Linked DNA regions of Mus musculus: region 1 is linked to region 2. A link is a contact called in public Hi-C data. All regions are on one chromosome and are shown on one strand. The core of a region is the stretch at or near the end of the contact, and the rest is flanking DNA. Distances in the headings are between cores, read along the strand shown.

Evidence for each region. Hi-C and Micro-C count contacts between places; a contact is called where the count stands out from the background.
Region 1: a Hi-C map of the N1E-115 cell line shows a contact between it and region 2, with 4 times the contacts expected there. The contact joins two enhancer-like sites. A contact is called at or near these places in 6 of 484 Hi-C or Micro-C datasets (the N1E-115 cell line, cerebellar granule neurons, immediate neuronal precursor and 3 more), 2 of 115 datasets of contacts at active chromatin or transcription factors (embryonic stem cells and oligodendrocyte precursor cells) and 2 of 9 other capture datasets (adipose tissue and liver).

What each region holds. Positions count from the first base shown.
Region 1 is chr6:28,917,949-28,921,656 of GRCm38.p6, reverse strand. It overlaps a transcript of Snd1 not described here. Among named protein-coding and RNA genes, the nearest start is that of Gm40357, 45 kb to the left of the region's middle. Within about 2 kb of position 2,071, at least 6 of the 459 cell types and tissues checked have an H3K27ac peak or open chromatin away from gene starts, as enhancers often do. A contact at or near this core is called in the N1E-115 cell line, where this site is marked.
Region 2 is chr6:28,853,992-28,857,942 of GRCm38.p6, reverse strand. The region is part of intron 16 of Snd1 (staphylococcal nuclease and tudor domain containing 1); the gene reads right to left. Among named protein-coding and RNA genes, the nearest start is that of Lrrc4, 24 kb to the right of the region's middle. Within about 2 kb of position 2,697, at least 38 of the 459 cell types and tissues checked have an H3K27ac peak or open chromatin away from gene starts, as enhancers often do. A contact at or near this core is called in the N1E-115 cell line, where this site is marked.

The sequences.
Region 1 (3,708 bases), core at 822-3,321, 64 kb before region 2:
TCAAGATAGTGGCTCACAACTGTCTGTAACGCCAGTCCCAGGATGTTTAACATTCTCCTCTGGCCTGCGCAGAGACAACATGCACATAGCAAACAGACATGCACGTAGGCAAAACACCCAAACACATCCAATAAAAATGAAGGAAAACATTTAAACAGTGGCAAAATTGAGTTAAGCACTAAGATAAAGAATCTACTGCTGTTGCTCTGGGTCATTGGTGCGGTGACCAATTCCCCACCCCACCCCCGTGACCGTCCCTCCCCCACTCAGCCCCTAGTTCTGCCACCTTGACTGCTGTGATGGGCTGCCATCAGGAATTGTGAACACAAACTAACCCTTCCACCCCTAAGTTGCTTTCAGCAGGGTATTTTGTCACAGCAACTGGGGAAAAAAAAAAAAAAAAAAAAAAAAAAACCAGAGACAGAGGGGTTTGTTGGGGCTCACAGTTTGAGGCTGCAGTCTATCATGAAGGTGGGGGAGGGGAGGCATGACAGCAGGAAGGTGAGGCAGCTGATCGCCCTGCCTCCATAGCCAGGAAGCACAGAGAGATGAACTCAGGTGCTCAGCTCACTGCCTCCTTCATGTTCAGTCTAGGACTCTGGTCCATGGGGTGGTGCTGCTCACCTAACAGAGTGGAGGACCCCCTCCCCCTCCCCAGAGCGAGTGGTACCTTCTGCTGGCAGCCAGAGAGGAAGAAGGAAAAGCCTTTTGCCTACTTGCCTGTGCCTCTTGCTTGTGAGTGCATCTACTTTACTTCTGCCATCGTCGCCCTCCTTCTCTAACATCAGACTCCAGCTCTTCAGTCTCCTGACATGGACTGAAGACCAGTGGTTCTGCAGGAATCCTCCTGGACTCCAGTGTCCGACTGCATTCAGTCCGTTGAATGAATGAGCAGGCTATTCTTTCCAGTATGAAAACATCTGGTTTTGGACTACTAGATGGTATCATGTAAGCCAACCTAACAAATTCCATGTGTGTGTATATCTATCTATCTATCTATCTATCTATCTATCTATCTATCTATCTATCTATCTATCATCTATCTATTTTCATTCTATTAGTTCTGTTCCTCTGCAGAAACCTGACAAGTATATTTACCTTCTAAGTGAGACCTTCCCTGTCTACCCTCTTTAAATTTGCGGCTCAAAGTGCTAACCTCTAGACTCCATTCTTTCTCCTGGCATAGTAACCATCCCTTGTCATGGCATGCGAAAGCTGTTTATCCAAATGCAAACAAGGTTTGGGATTTCAGGGAGTTTCACATTTAGGAATGTCTTTGAGCACCTAATGAGATACTACCGGTGTGGAGCTCAAGTCTAAACACAAACCTCATTTGTGTTTGGTGTATGCTGTAACACACAGCAGGCGTAAGAAAGCTTGTGCATGTCAAAGCATCAGACTAGAGGCATCCTATTGATGCTCAAAGGCAGTGAATTCTCGAGCATTTCAGATTTAGAATTTGTGCCTTAGCGACCCTCAATCTACACATTGTAGATTATGTGGCATCTTGTGTGCTTTTCTGTCTTAGTGATTGCTGCCCAGCCAGTAAGCAAACACTTGTACCATACAGCTCTGAGGCTTCTGGTCTGGGGTCAGGGTCTGACCATAAGCAGGTCTGGTGATGACCGGCTTCTGTTTGCAGATTATTCTCCAACCCATGATGGAAGAGCTAGTTAAATCTCTGAGCTCTTCTCAGAACGGCACTAAGCTTCTGTATGAGGGCCACACCCTTATAACCCCCAGAGATGTATTCCAAATACCTTCACACTGGGAATTAGAGTTCAATATACACATTTTGGGTGAGACATTCAATTATAAACCTCCCCCAGTAGAAGTGGTGTGGGAGGTCAGGCATTTTGTCTGAATCAATACTGCTGAATCAATTAGGCTGACAGTAATGCCAGGCACATAGCGGAGATGCAACAAAGGTTGCATGGCTGAGTTAAATAGAAGCATTTGCTTGTAGGAGATAGGAGCAGAAGTAAGCATGTGGCCGGAGAGGAGAGCAAGCCCAGTGTTCTCACTTCGTTGGAAGAAAAGATCTAGCTGAGAAGTGGGTGAGAGGTTGCTGATCTTACACAGAGACTTAATTGCATCAGGAAGTCTCCAGATGAGCATTGCCAGACAGCCAGAGTCAGACACAACCTCCTGGGGCTTCCTCAAAAGGCATGACTGGCCCTGTAGGCAATGAGCAGACTCAGGTGGGAATGGAGAGATCTGTGCTGAGCTCTGGTTTGCTCTGCTTGGAATAGTCTCTGGGCGGCAGCGAGTGAGTCTCTGCCCTGTGGAGGCCGGCTGTACTGGTCAGGAAGCCAATCTGCTCGGAGCAGGCGAGGGGTTGTTAGCACCAAGGACAGCCATGTCCAATGCAGCTGGAAGAAGCCCCTTCCAGGTTTCAGAGGAAGAGCCAGAGAATAGAAGAGAGGTCACTGACCGAGACTGGAGTAAGGGTATTTGTCACAGCCATTAGAACAGGCCTAGGCATACAGAAGAGCAGAGACTGGAAGACATAGTTCAAGACTAAACACCTTGAGAAGTGTGCTATGTAAAGTGTGTGAGCTGCTTTAAGAATAGTAAATTCTGTAATGGGGTGTGGTGGCATTCCTCTATAACCCTAGCACTTCGGGGGTTTGGGCAGAAGAATCAAAAGTCCAAAGGCACAATTAAAAACTCTCTCACAAATAAGTAATAGATATTAAATTCTAATATGAAACATAGAAGCAAATGGTAGTGAAACATGATAAAGTATATACATACATTTATTGAACAGATTAAAATAATATGACAGTGAGAATATTACTCTGTGTATTAGTCTGGGTTCTTTGAAGGGACAGAACTGATAGAATGAATATATATGTGTGTGTGTACATATATATTATATATACATATAAGTGTAATATATACATGTGTGTATATATTATATACATATATATGCACAACATATTATATACACATATATATGTGTAAATATAGTATATATACATGTATGTATATATATATGTGTGTATATACATGTGTATATATGTTATATATATGAAAACATTATACACTAATTAAATGCAGTGGAATAAAAGAGAAAAACAGACATGAAAGTAGGAGGAAGTGGGCTTCTCTGGGAAGAGGGGTGGGATGTTGAATGGGTAAGAGAACAGTGGGGGATATGCTCAGAGTCTATAATATACACATGGAATTGTTAAATAAGACCAATCATATATGATATTTATTAGAAATAGGTCCTAATATCAGAGAAGGACTGCCTTCACAACAGGATGGATAAACTTACCAGTGAGAGTGAGGACAAGCAAAAATCTTCCTTCCTCCATCTCCTTCAAGGAGGGCTGCCACCAGACAGTGCGGCCCAGGCTTAGAGTGCGGCTTCCCATCCCAAACAATCCAACCAAGAGAATTCCTCACAGCTATTCCTAGATGCTCAGGATTTAGTTGATTCATTGACAATCAGTATTAGCCACTACAGCAAGTGAAGTGTGGGGGCACATGCCTTCACCATCACTGGGAGAGAGAGGTGGGTAAATTTACATGAGTTTATGACCAGCTTGTTCTACATGGTGAGTTCCAGGACAGGCAGGGCTACATATTGAAATCCTTGTCTTAGAGAGAGAGAGAGAGAGAGAGAGAGAGAGAGAGAGAATAAAAGAACATTACTGATATATAGGATATGAAGCTAGCAAATAGCAAGGTACCTAATCC
Region 2 (3,951 bases), core at 1,448-3,947:
CCTGGCTTCTAGAATATGCAAGGAACCTGTCCCTGAGAGGCTCAGAGTGTGAACTGGAGGTGCTGTTTCTTGGCCACTGGAACTTTCCCTTGTCTGAATTAGTGGAATTTAAGGCTCAGCAGGGAGGGATGGGGTGTGTGAGTGCTCCTCCAGGCTCATTCCTATCACCTCCTACCCCCTCATGCCCAACAGACTCTGATCTGGCCCTAGACAGACCCTGCAATCTTGCACCTTTATGTCTTGCTGTCTGTAGTAGAGATATGCCAATAGCCTTTCCTCCTTCCCTTTTCTATTTTTGTTATCTCCGGCATCCACATGGTCAGCTCCAAGATTATAGTTCCCAGTCTCCTCTCTCTCTAGTAACATTAGTGAGATTTAGCAGAAATCCTGGGGCAGGACTTATAGAAAAACAGTTACTATCTTTGTGTTTTCTCCTCCTTTTGACTCCCAGGCTAGTAGGAAAAGCTGAGAGGCTGCAGCTGTGGGAACCTTTTCCCTTGAGAATTGTGGGTAAAAACTAAGTACAACAGAGTGGGTAAATGGACCTTTCTACACACACATGGGAACACGTACCCTGAGGACACTGGGAGACACTAGAGTGGTGCTGGCCTCTGAGCTTCTTTTATGAGAAGGAAGAGAAGTTTACTTATATTTAAGCAAACACTGCTTTGATCTACAGGGAGACTAACTGGGTGCAATCCTCAGGGCTGTGTTGGAACCTCTGTCTGGAGTTGGAGTGCATGCCCCCCCCACCCCCGCCCCAAGTTAATACTGACTAGGGCCTCACAGCACTTCCTGTAAGTAATCTTACCCAGTGCCCTGTTGTGCTCTGAGGGAATGTGGGCAACACAGAGCACAGATCATCATCTCTGACTGCTGAGGTCAGCCTGCCAGCTCCTTGATACTTGACTTTGTGGACCCAACACCTGCATGGTGTCTGGTTCACACAGTAGGTCAACACAAGTAAAATGAGTGGAATGAAAGGACATACAAATGTCTATCACTGGCATTTATCTATTTGTCTGGCTTGAAGAACATAAAAGCGGACAGTCTCAGAAAAAGAAGCTTCCTTTTTGTTTTAGTGACAGGAACTGCCAGGAGCACAGGGCTGGGCCATACATAGAACGTCCCTGGGGCCATAGTCTGGCTCACGAAGGCTGTACCTGGAATATAGGTTTTGCCTAAAGGCCAGGCATGGCAGAGGCAGACTATACACGGTCTAGTAAGAGGACTCTTACCTAAAGAGCTGTCAACTCCGCATCTGAGGGGAAGATCAGGGAGAAGTAAAGGAAATCCTTTGCCGAGTTCTGGCTATGAGAGCCACTCATGGAAGAACTTCCATTAGATTCAACATGGACTGACTTAGTTCTCACCACTGTTTATAAAACGATTTTTATGGCTCCATTCTACTGATAAGGAATTGGAGGCTCTTACAAGTTAAAACAACTTGCTGAAGTGAGAGAGTACTCCATGTAGGACCATGCTCCATGGTAGAGCACAGGCCTAGCAGGTACAAAGCCTTGTGTTAGATCCCCCGTGTTACAGATAAAGAACAAGAGGAAGAAGAAAGGGTACTCTAAGGGCAACACTATAGTCAGATAGAAGAAGCTCTAACATGCTGTTGCATAGTGACACGACCACAGACAAAATGGGGAAAAAGGACTTGGACAGCTTTCACCATTAAAAAAGAATTTTTGAAGCTGGTCCTGGTGGTCCACACCTTCAATCCCAGCACTAAGAAGGTGGATCTCTGAGTTCAAGGTCAGCCTGGTCTACAGAGATCCAGGACAGCCAGGGCTACATAGAGAAACCCAAACTCTCCTCCAATAAATAAAAATATGTGATGTTTGAAAAAGATGTTACATTAATTTAAAAACAATATAATGTATATTGTATAGAAACATACCTTGGTACTCTATTAATAGGTAATGGTTAAATTTAATTAAATGCAGATTAAAAGAGAAAAAAAAGAATAAATCTGCCCAAGGTCATTTGGTAAGTATAGAGACCAGAATTTGAGCTCAATCTTGCTTACTTTTCTAACCTGGCTCTTGTCATTAACCTGTAGGCAGAATGATTCTGTGGCATCTGGAAGCATCATATTCCTGAATGCCTAAATTTCCTGAAGGAATTGAGGTGGAGGCTCTGGCCAGGATGTGGGGTTGAAGGCAAATTGAGAGAGGCCAGGAAGCAGCCCTGGGGAGAGGCATCTGTCTTCCTGCTGGCCTGGCTGCTTTGCTCTTGGCCTGGGTGATGTGTCAGTGGGAAGAGAAAGTCATTAGGAGAGGCAGGTCCCTCTGCTTCATCTGCCAGAGCAAGGATCCGCAGGACCCTGCTGAGTACTCCACTTAGCAGCCCTGGGCTCATTATCCTCCGGGACTCTTCCTGTCTAGTCTCTGCTGGCTGCTCAGCGTGGGCCAAGCCCCAGAAACTCAGTCAGCTCCTTGACTCCTAGAAGCCACTGCAGCAGCCACTTGTTGGCTTCCACCAGGAGGTGGCCAGACAGGGCAACCCCCTCTCGGAGCTCCCATTTCATTTCTCCCCGGCTTTTCTCCCTCTGTTAAAGCAAGCCCCAGTGAGGGGGTTAACCTTGTAAGTGCAAACTTCTGAAGCAATAGGGACTCCTTTAGATCCCTGTGGGGAATATCTAACTGAGGAGAGCAAAGGAGGCTGGCCTACAGTGCTGCCTGGGAAGGGCACTGGCTGCTGAGAAGGGAGGCATAGGTACAGGCTCAGCTTGCGTGCTTCCGTCTCCCAGCCCATACTGTGCCAGCTGCTTTTAACCTTGACCAAAACAAAATTCTTCTGGCTTCCCCAACTGAGAAAAGTGAGTTTATAATTGAAAAGCCCAGAGAATTTATTGCCGTAGAGATGAGGAAATTTAAAACTCATAACTACCCTGCAGGCCGATACATCAGGCAGATATCCATCCTATTAGAACAACTCAGCACTGTAGATATCCATCTTATTATACTAAATGGTTAAGAAAGCCTGGCCTCACATCACAGAGACGCTCCGTGTATCGTTTTCTGCTCACTTTCCTGAGTACATTCATCAGCCCATTTTGTCTCCTCTGCTGAGATCGGCCTCAGAATTACAAACTGCTGAGAGGCAGCAGAAGTTTTAAATTAAGCATTCATGGGCGTAGGTGAGCTTGGAAAATGATGGTGGGTCGCACGGCAGACAGGCAAGATTTAGTGCCTCTGTGTGTGTGTAGGGGGGTAGGGTGGCGGGGGAGGCTGAGGCTCATCAACAAGTCTGGATCAAGCCTGTGGACAGAGGAGCCAGGGAGAGGGAGAGGAGAAAAGGGGCTAGGGAGAGGAATTTAAAAGCTCTCTGGTCAAAGGTCCAGACACAGCGCATGACAAAATGGAAATCATTGGAGACTTTGAACGACTGCTAATGCCATCTTCCGTGCGAGGCATAAATATCTGGTGTCCATCCTAAATCTCATGTGAAGTGGGACCTGGGAAGGACAGTTTACCAGCGCCCAGGGCCCTCTACTTCTTGTTGGCTTTTCCAGACTACACCTCTTCCGATGAGTTTTCTACTACCAGCACTTGCCAAGATACACTATAGCCTCAGGCAGCTTTCTGGACAGTGACTTCTGTTACCCTTTGGAACTCTCTTGGACAGGATTCCTCTCCTTTCCCTGTAAGGTACAATCAGTTTCTGTTCCTGCTTTCTTATGAGGCAGGATCCTGGAGGATGCACCCAGATTGGGTCTATACCCCTGCACAAGTTCTCCTGTGCAAACACTGCTCCCGCTGACCAGCGATGCCTTCCTCCGCAACAAGCATCTTAAAGGTGATGGGTAGTGGTGGGGAGACGGGCAGCAGCATTCTCCGGGGGGCTGCCCTCCGCACTAGCCATTCCCATTACCTTGTTTTATTTTCTTTTATTGCAGAGTAGCTCCAGCATGTGGGCAATAAAGCTTTGACTGCTGCACTC